Regions from separate parts of the Triticum aestivum genome. Here region 1 is linked to region 2. The links are chromatin contacts, called in public Hi-C maps. All regions are on one chromosome and are shown on one strand. Each heading gives the region's core, a stretch centred on a gene start, on an enhancer-like site or on the middle of the called end of the contact. The rest is flanking DNA. Distances are from core to core; before and after follow the strand shown. Region 1 holds the start of LOC123120385. Region 2 holds the start of LOC123120383 (cytochrome P450 714C2).

What was found. Hi-C and Micro-C count contacts between places; a contact is called where the count stands out from the background.
Region 1: a Hi-C map of leaf shows a contact between it and region 2, with 3 times the contacts expected there. The contact joins the promoter of LOC123120385 here to the promoter of LOC123120383 in region 2. A contact is called at or near these places in 2 of 5 Hi-C or Micro-C datasets (leaf and an unstated tissue) and 1 of 1 datasets of contacts at active chromatin or transcription factors (leaf).

Annotation. Positions count from the first base shown.
Region 1 is chr5D:236,325,328-236,329,928 of IWGSC CS RefSeq v2.1, forward strand. It overlaps LOC123120385, which reads right to left and starts at 1,282. Exons shown (of 1, transcript XM_044540362.1): 1 at 61-1,282. The coding sequence starts at 1,133. The coding sequence ends at 450.
Region 2 is chr5D:236,065,635-236,070,720 of IWGSC CS RefSeq v2.1, forward strand. LOC123120383 (cytochrome P450 714C2) reads left to right here and starts at 1,573. Exons shown (of 7, transcript XM_044540360.1): 1 at 1,573-1,830; 2 at 2,176-2,318; 3 at 2,457-2,838; 4 at 3,401-3,621; 5 at 3,865-4,112; 6 at 4,754-5,086. The coding sequence starts at 2,532.

The sequences.
Region 1 (4,601 bases), core at 32-2,531, 260 kb after region 2:
AGGCCGCGCTTAGGATTCGTGCGCACAAAGCAAGAATCTAGACACATGATGATGATGCGATGAACAATAAGAGCAAGCCATATGTGCGTATACTAACTAGCCCACCCTGTCTCTCTCTGTCTCTGTACAAGATATTCCATCAAAATCGTAAGACCAAACCCAGCAATGGAAACAACTAAAATGACAAATTCATAATTCTACCAAGTCCGAGACTAACTATACTATACTGATGATGAAGCGTCGACGAAAATTCCAGAAACACCTCACTCTTTTCTCTTCTCTCCGTGATGACAACGACGTCGCCGGCCCCACCCACACGTGCCGTGCGTATCAATCGAACTCGGCAGGAAAAGGTGTCCTCCTCGCTTCCATCTCCGGCGACGCGCGCGGCGGAGACGGACAGCTATCGTCGAACGGACGGACGAAGGAACGAAGGAAGGTCGGTAGGATCAGAGCTTGGTGTGGTCGCGGCACTCCTGGCTGCGGACGCCCAGCTCCGCGACGCCGAATACGAAGCTGCAGTCGGAGTAGGCGACGGCGTGGCGCTTGAACACGCCGAACACCGCCACCCGCCCGGGGATCCTGGTGCTGGCCTCCAGCGGCAGCGACCCGGTCTCCACGTCCGTGACCAGCTGCGCCAGGTCCCCGGCGAACCGGTCCGCCTGCAGCGTCAGCGCAAGCTTCACGTCCGCGTCCCCCTTGCTGGGGACGCGGCCGGGGTCGATCTCGGCGTCGCCGACGTGGGCGCCGCGGTAGGTGAGGTCCGTGTGGCCGCCCGACGGGAAGGAGAAGGAGGCCGGGTTGGGGTTGTGCACGGACACCGTGAGGAGGAGGGTGACGTTGAGCTGGATGTTGAGCGCCGGGAAGGTGAGGCGCGGGGCCACGCCGATGAGGCGCGTGGAGACGAGCCGCGTGGTCGGGTCCCGGACGCGGAGCACGGTGAGGAAGAGGATCAGGAGGACGACGGCGACGAGGACGAGGGTGACGGCCAGGCACGCGCAGCAGAGGCAGCCGCGGCGGCGCCGCAGGCGCTGCTTCTGGTGGCGCGGGTCGTCGACGGGCGGCTTGGAGGTGGCGGTGTGCGTCGGGAGGCCGCCGCCGGTAACGTTGCCGTAGCCGTTGGTGGACGCCATTGGTTGGGGCAGGCTCGGGATGCTGGGAGAGATCGAGGGGGTTGCAAACTTGCAGTGGCGGCGAGCGTGCGTGGGTGCGTGCGTGGAGGCGGAGGCGGAGGTGGTTTGATTCGATTTTCCGGTGGGGATGGAAGGATATCAATGCCCGGATGACGACTTTTATACTGCTTCTAAACACGGCTACTAGTGCAAATGCGAATCGATTTCTCTGAGTTGTTTCCATGTACGCAAAATATCGTTTCTGTGTGAAACTACAAATATTTTTCTTTTAAAGATGTTTAATCATTTTCCTTTTACAGCACGCGCATGCAACGGGGAGGCGGATCGGGCACACCGATAGTACACGGCCTAGTGCGTAATTCTATTTGGGAACATGTACACGATCCTTTTTTTTTGCGGGGGGACATGTACACGATCCCAACGAAAGAAAAGGAAAAAAACATGTACACGATCACATCGGAGTGGTTGTTGATGGTCTTCACAGGAGTCTCACACAGTGACAGTGTACTCCCAATGGTTGGACGGTTGGGGTGTATGGCTGGGCGTTGGGAATTGAATGCTGGGACGGGGCAAGGCTGGCTCGCCATGGGCGGCGCCGCACCAACCAACCAGACCGGCGACGAGGGGCGCGAAGCGAACTGACACGACGCCCACTACGCAGGGCTGGGCGGGGACGAATTAAATGGCCGCGCTCTGGGCGGGCAACGCGTCGTGGTCGCCGTCGTCCGCCTGATGGGCCGCGCCAATTAGTCCTCCAGTTCCGTTGCCCGTCCACGTCCAGCACTTACTGAGCTCCCGTGTTTCCACGCTCCAACCGGTACCAGCAATCCTCCCCGTCTGTTGGTATCGCGGTGTCATCATGTTTCCACGCCCAACCGTGCCAGGATGGGAGTCATGGAGACGGACATCATGGCCAGCTCCAAGTCCACCGTTGACGTCCAGAGACGGATCTCCTCTTGCTGGCATCTCAGGATCCCTGTCTTGGCGGCTGATGTGATTCTACCCCCCCCCCCCCCCCTTCCCGCGAGCCCTCCCCTGTCTCCCGCCGACGGCCACTCTGGCCCCGGCGTCCACCAGCCCCGCCGCTCTTCGCCCGGACGCGGCGTCCACTCCATGGTGGCTTGAGGAGCCCGCCCTCCGTTTCCGCTCCGCTCCAGGGCGAGCGGCCGGTCGTATCCGGGCTGGGGCTGTCTGGCTCGCCTGGATCTGCCCGCTCCTCGTTGGCCGCGGGGCCGGACAGGAGGTGGAGATGCCGGCGGCTGCTGGCCCCTGGAGGAGGAAGGGCTCGTCCCGCAAGGCTATGTGGCGCCGTCGCAAGGCGTTGTGTCGCCAGCAGGAGGCGGTCCGTCCGGGGTCGTCTTCTTCCTCCGAGCGGCGTCTGGTCCCGCCAGACCTGTATGGCCTCTGCTTTCGATGTTTCGGGGAAGGCCATCGCCGACAGGACTGCACCAAGGAGCCTCTCTGCATCCGCTGCGGGCTTTCGGGGCACGTATCCTCGCAGTGCTCTAGGCCGCGCAGCCCGATCTCGGCGGAGGAGCTCCGCAGGGCGGTCATCGCCAAGGCCTCCAGAGACAGACCGGCGCCTCGGTCGGACCACGGCTGGGAACAAAGACTGTTGGAGCCCAGGCAGAGCGCGCCGCTCTCATCGGTTGCGCCCAGTCCCCTTCCCCTGTCGTCCTCCCTTCCGGTGACTGCGCCCCTATCGGAGGTGTGCATCGTTCAGAGGTCGACTGGCATGGAGGATTTGGAGCGTCGTCTCCAGCTTGCGGTGGTCGTGTACGTGGGTTGTGCCAGGCCGCCGGTGTCATGCGAAGAGGCCACGGTGGTGCTTGCGGCTCAGCTGGACATTCCCAGGCATCGTTTTTCGGTTCACAAGTATTTCCTGGAGGACTTTCTGGTCGTTTTTGCTTCGCATGAGTTCAGGAACAGAGCGTTGGCGAGGCCAGTGGTTCTGCATCTGGGCGTTCAGTTCCATATCAAACCTTGCTGTGCCAGGCTCAGGCGATGGCGAGGTGCATGCGTGTCCAAGCTGACATTTTGATTCAGGGTGTGCCTTCCCACCCGTGGACCAAGGATACGGCAGCGGAACTGCTCAGCAACTCCTGCCTGATCGACAACCTTGGGCCGGAGACGGAGAATCGCGAGGATCTCTCCCTCTTCAAGCTGAGGGTGTGGTGCGTTGATCCTGATGAGGTTCCGGTCAGCTGCCGGCTTTGGGTGCCAGATCCGGTGGCTTCGGATCCTGCGCAGCGGCGTCCTTCCTTCCGGCAGCTGTTGGAGTATCCCGCACTGATCCACATTGGGAGGTTGAGAGATTTCTCGCCGTCGGACTTGTGGCGACGGAGCTCGAATGCGGATAGCGATAGTGGTCAGAGTGGATTGCCAGATAGTTCGCTTGGTTCATTCGCAGGAGGAGATTGGACGGTGCAATCCTGGTCGAGAGGTGTTCGTGATCGCCGTGGAGTGGATTGATACGGCACCGGTCCGGCGGCGGGCGGAGATGGCCGCTCGTACAGGCAGGCGCTCGAGGGGCGGGTGGGCCCGTTTGATTGGAGGCTACCCCCATGGCGTCGCAGGGCCTGATGGGCCCGCAACATCGGGTGCCCAATCGGGTGGTGGTGAGTGACCCGGGCTGGACCCCCAACGGTTCGCAGAGAAGGTTGGTGGTGCCAGCAGAGTTGGTGGAGCATGCCGCAGAGAAGACGCCAGTTGGTGAGTTGGAATTGGTCAAAAGTGGTGAGTTGGGCGTATCGGATGACAGCGACAAGGCGAAGGCTGATGGTAGTGGACAGGGGCAGGCCGGGGAGGGTGATTTGGAGGGTAGGGCTACCCAGGTGCCGGCGCATCAGATCCTATCGCCCCGGGGCCCAGAGGTGGGAGATTCGGCTGCCACCCACACAGATGGATGGGCGCCGATAACTAAGTTGGGTGGGCCCCCTGTGCTTGGCCTGGTTTCATTGGACACGCCCCCCAGGTTGATTCAGTGATTCCATGCACGGATGTGACTACGTACGTGGGAGAGCCATGCACCGATGCGTCTCAGTCTATGGTGGTGGCACAACCTGTGCAGTTGGATGAACTGCAGGCGAATGTTACGGCTAGGAATTAGTGGCTCTAGGTAATATCAAGTCATTCTGCGCCGGTCTACTCAAGAAGTTAGCTCCGCCATTACTCAAGGAAATTGAGGGTGCCCGTGGCGTACGGCCGGGCCAAGACCCTTTCACACCAAGGCGTACGACCAGATCGGTGGCGAGCTCGGTGGGTGGAGGAAGGAAGACCAAAGCGATGGTCGCCGAGACGGTGCTCTTGAAGGCTTTGGGGGTGGCTTGTGATGAGTTGGCAGTCTCGGATGACACTCTTGGTCTGCTTCGATCCGTGTTCGACTCGCCACTGCAAGAGCAACAGTTGAAAGCCATTGCGGCGATCTTCGGGAAGACCGTGCCTACCCAACCTGTCGGCACAACTGGA
Region 2 (5,086 bases), core at 323-2,822:
ATTGACAGGGCGTGTGGAATCTGGCTAGAGGACCATACCGTCAAATACCTTGACGGTAGGTTGCATTGCCTGCCGAGAAGGACTACGGCGGTCTTTTTTATATTAAACGGACGTGACGGTGCCGGCAAGTCCTATCGTCAGAGGACGGTAGATTATGCAACCCTACCGTCATAGACTCTGACGGTAGCAAAATGGTTAGAGCCGAAATTTTTATGAATTAGGGTCAGATCTTGAATAACCTTAAAAAAGGTTAAAACACGAAAATTTGCCCACCACCGCCACCAGCATCCGGTGTGTAGTCTTGGGAATGGACGGGCATTGTGCCAGTCTACATGTTGCGCACGCCTGTTCGACTGGGTGTGACCAATGAGGAGGTTGAGCGAGAGGCGGCAGAGCGGGAGATGGCGGCATAGCGGGAGACGACGGCACAGGCGGTGCAACATAAACAGCAGACGACGCAGTCGGATGTGACACAACAAGCGCCATCACTGGCGGCCTACTAGCAGGCCTTCGAGAAGACCAACGAGGGTAGACAACAACAACTCCTAGGTTGCAAGCTGTGGGGTTGCTTTTTTTCCAAAGTTTTTTTCTTCATGTTTTAAGTTTAAATTAATGTAAGCGGACTTTCGCCAACGGTTTAGATATTAAGATATACTCCCTCCGTTTCAAATTACTCGTCACAGAAATGGATGTATCTAAAACTAAAATACATCTAGATACATCCATGTCTGCGACAAGTAATTCGGAACGGAGGGAGTATTTCTAATGTTTCTTGGATTAAGGTTTTTTCTTAAATCACCCAAGTCTAAAATTCATCGTTTGTGTTGGGCGCATCTACGTGCCCGCGGCTAAACACGGACATGACGGCCGACATCCGCCTAGCCGATCCAAACGAACAAAAAAGATAAAATCCGCGTCTGTTTGCATCAGCGTGTTGAAGTTGGGCCGACGGACTGCAATTGAGTGTTTGTGTCATCGACACCTCTTCAGATAATGGAGGGACAAGATCCACTGAATACGAACGCCACATGGCTAGGAATAGGATTAAAGCTAGCTGTTTACCGAAAATTGCTTTTGGAGCTGGGGCTTCACGGAGGCCGGTTTTTGAAAAATTCTAAATTCAACATATTTCTATATTTTAAAAATTTATGAAAAAAATACAAATATATATGGAGGCATAACACACATGTGTAAATTTTCAGGACGAAATACGTTTACATTAGAGCTGTGCAAAAAAAATTGTGACTTTTCAGCACACGATACTATTCATCCCAAAAGTCCATGAATTTATTCATTTTGCACAGATCACATCTTAAGGTATTTCATTCTGAAATTTTACACACATACACATCACATCCTTGTGTAATTGTACAATTTTTTCAGATTTCTTTGAAACCAAAAAGTATGAATTTTGATTTTTTTTTTCAAAAAAAAAACAGCGTCCATGGGGCCGAGCTCCAAAATGCCGTTCTCGCTGTTTACGCTGAGTTCTGTCTACCGCTGTAAAAAATATTTTGAAAGAACTCCACCGCTGTAAATTGAACTGGCCCTTAAGGCCATGGTGGCGGAATGAGAAAAGTAAGAAAGGGAAACGTATTTGCATTGGAGTAATTTTGCTAGGGTTCTTCTCTCTCTCTTCCTCTGTATCCCCACTCGCGAAAACCACGAACACCAGCGAATCCCGGCCCAAATTCATCTGCAAATTAGCTGCGGAATATTCCCTCCTTTCCCCAGTAGCCTAGATTGCGCGGGCCGCGGCAAAGAGTAGCGCAATTTTGGCGGGCGGGCGCTCGTCCTTGCTCAATCCTGCCTGTTTCTCTAGTCCTACAGGTTAATCTCTTAAAAGAACATACTTGCTTTTTTGATTTGGGGAATGAGTCTATTTTTTTTTATCTGCTCTATCTTCAGTTTCAATCACGAGTCTTTTTTCTTTTGTTGAAATTCGGGGCAGCGCTCCTTAGCCATAGCGTTTCATCGCTTGTCTGTTAGCGTGGTCGATTTGTTTTATCTAGTAAGTTAGTAACCATGCTCATGTATGAACGGTAACATGTACAGGACTGATACTCTGCCGCCTGCAATGATAAAATACAGTACATGAAAGTATCAGTCTACATCTTCTTGCGGCCTAGTACTATGATTACCTATTTATCTGAGACCTTGCAACTTTGCAAGCAGGTTGAGTGTGTTAAGATTGTTCCACCAACTACGAGCATCTCCTCACCCGCCGAAGATGTATTGTATTTAGAACCGAAATTGTTCTTGTGATGGGGGTGCTCTCTGCTCTGGTCATAGCAATCAGACAAAGCTTCTCTCTCAGGGTATGGCAAATCAAAATAACTATGGTCTTTGTTTTGCATTCTTTACTTATTTCTTCTAGAAAACTGGCACTGTCTTATCTGCTAGCTGCTTTCAGAGTGCGTGGCTAATTTGTAGTTTTGCACTTTCCCTGCTCCCAGCTGCGCACCATGGACCACCCAGCAAATATGTATCTTCACATACTATGATCATCTCTCTCTCTCTCTCTCTCCCTCATGATGATGATCCTCTCACCGCGGCAATGGCTGCTGCTGCTACCTCCGTTCTTCCTCTCTACTCTTCTCTTCTCCTACCTGTACACCATCCTATGGCTAAGGCCGGAGAGGCTCAGGCAGAAGCTGAGAAGCCAAGGAGTGAAGGGTCCAAAGCCTTCTTTCCTCTTCGGAAACATACCAGAGATGAGGAGAATCCAGAAACTTGCCACGCCTTATCAAGAAGAGGGAGCAGGGCCTACAGATCGCTTCTCCTCAAATTATGTGGCCATTCTGTTCCCTTACTTCCTCCACTGGACCAGAGTTTATGGTATGTTGACAAACCTGTAGATAGTTTCAGTAAGGAAGGAAATTTAGCTTGAATTTGTTTGGTTGCTGAATTCTAGTCTATTCGATGTTTAATAAATATATTTGTAGCTTTTGTTAGTACAAGTCTTCCTGTAGAAAGAGATATCTATTTTTCTTGCACGGCAGAATTTGTGGGGGGTTCATGGGGAATGCACAATTATAATCACAAAAAAAATCGAGGCCTTTTGTTGTTTCAAGGCGAGTAGATGGTGCTAGATGCTGAAGCCAGTTATGTTCTTTGATGAGGACCTGTTATATCCTGGAATTTCGTAGTCGTTTAGATGATGTACTATATAGCGTGTCTCACCATATGTTGACTAATCTTCACTTTGAGCCATTAACTTAACATAAACTTTGCTTTTAAGAATATTTGTATTTAAGTTCTGCTTAAGTAGACATGTGTATTATTTTACTGTTATGAATCTTCGATTAGACAGCGGGATTTGGCCCGATAACATGGATAAATGGCCTCTGACCTGCATATCTAAACCTTGCAAGTTGCCGTAAATTTGATGTTGTGTCAGGTTCCATCTACTTGTATGCTACTGGAAGCATACAAACTCTACATGTCATAGATCCTGACATGGTGAAGGAGCTGGCCAGTTGCAAGTCTTTGGATCTTGGAAAGCCTAGCTACTTGCAGAAAGAGCATGGAGCTCTTCTTGGTACGGGAATTTTGACGGCGAATGGTGACCTATGGGTACACCAACGAAAGGTCATTGCACCTGAATTCTTCATGGACAAGGTTAAGGTAACTGTGCCTTCGCCGTGAGTATTTTTCTTCAGACACGCCTTTTTTTAGACAAAAATGCTTCAGACAGTGTTTTTTCATGGTGTTGTTCAACAATAATGCTTCAGACACGCTTTTTTTTAGGCAAAAATGCTTCAGACAGTGTTTTTTCATGGTGTTGTTAAACAGTAATGCTTGCTTTAAAAATGCTTACTACATGCACCATTAGACTAAACTTGACTGTGGAAATATCCACAGGGAATGGTTAATTTGATGATGGATGCTGCACTATCAATGTTGAATTCATGGGAAGAAAAGGTTGAGTCTGAAGGAGGCAGGGCAGAGATTCTAGTTGATGAGTTCTTACGGAACTTCTCAGCTGATGTTATATCAAGAGCTTCTTTCGGAAGCAGTTTTGTCGAAGGCAAAGAGATATTTTACAAAATTCGCCAACTTCAGAAAGCGATGGCGAAGCGAAGTATGCTTATTGGTGTTCCTGGAAGTAGGTATGTTCAATGTATTCATATCATCTTTATCTTTATATATGATGTATTTGACATCAACCCCAGAGGCTACTTCACATACTATACCATGATGGCTATGATGGCAGTGGCATTCCATTATTGATTCTTCACAGCTGTGAAACTGTATAGTTTATGCGTTTGGGAAATAGCACAAATTTTCCAATAACATGTACAAGTACTTAAGCTAACAACGGTCAGTACCTGTCTCAGATATTTTGAATTCAGAAAGTTTCCGCCAGTATCAGATTCATTTCAGGGTTACTTCGATATATATGTCCTATTTCCACTTGATTAATTTGAACACAAATCATGTTTATTTGTTCTACATGCAATGCTTCACAATTTTCATGCAAGTCCATGTACCATGTTCAATGAAGAGCTGTTAGACAGATAGAAAAGCTACAGGATTGGATATTTTGAACTAGTAACAGTACACTATAGTATACCGAAGTTGAGTGTCACAGACGGACTGTTTTTTTCTAGCCACTACTCCAACATGATTTGACACATGTTTTGCTTTTTTTTTTTAAAGCAGTAGCATGATTTTCATGTTTTGTCATCTAATAGAGGAGTACTTATTTTTGATAATAAATATGCTTGAATTTTGCTGCTGGAATAAACAGATATTTACCGACAAAGAGTAATAGAGAGATTTGGAACCTGGGGAGTTGCATCCGTAGCCTCATCTTGAACATAGCCAAGAAGCACGGACAAGATTCAGCGACCACCCCAAATAAGTTTTTTCTGCACTCCATCATTGAGGGTTCTAAATCCGCTTCCTTCTCTTCGTGCACACCCGAGGATTTCATCGTCGACAACTGCAAGAACATCTACTTTGCGGGACATGAGACAACCTCGAGCACTGCCGCATGGTGCCTGATGCTTCTTGCGGCGCACCCTGAATGGCAGGACCGCGCTCGGGTGGAAGTCCTTGACGTTTGTCATGGAGAAGCATT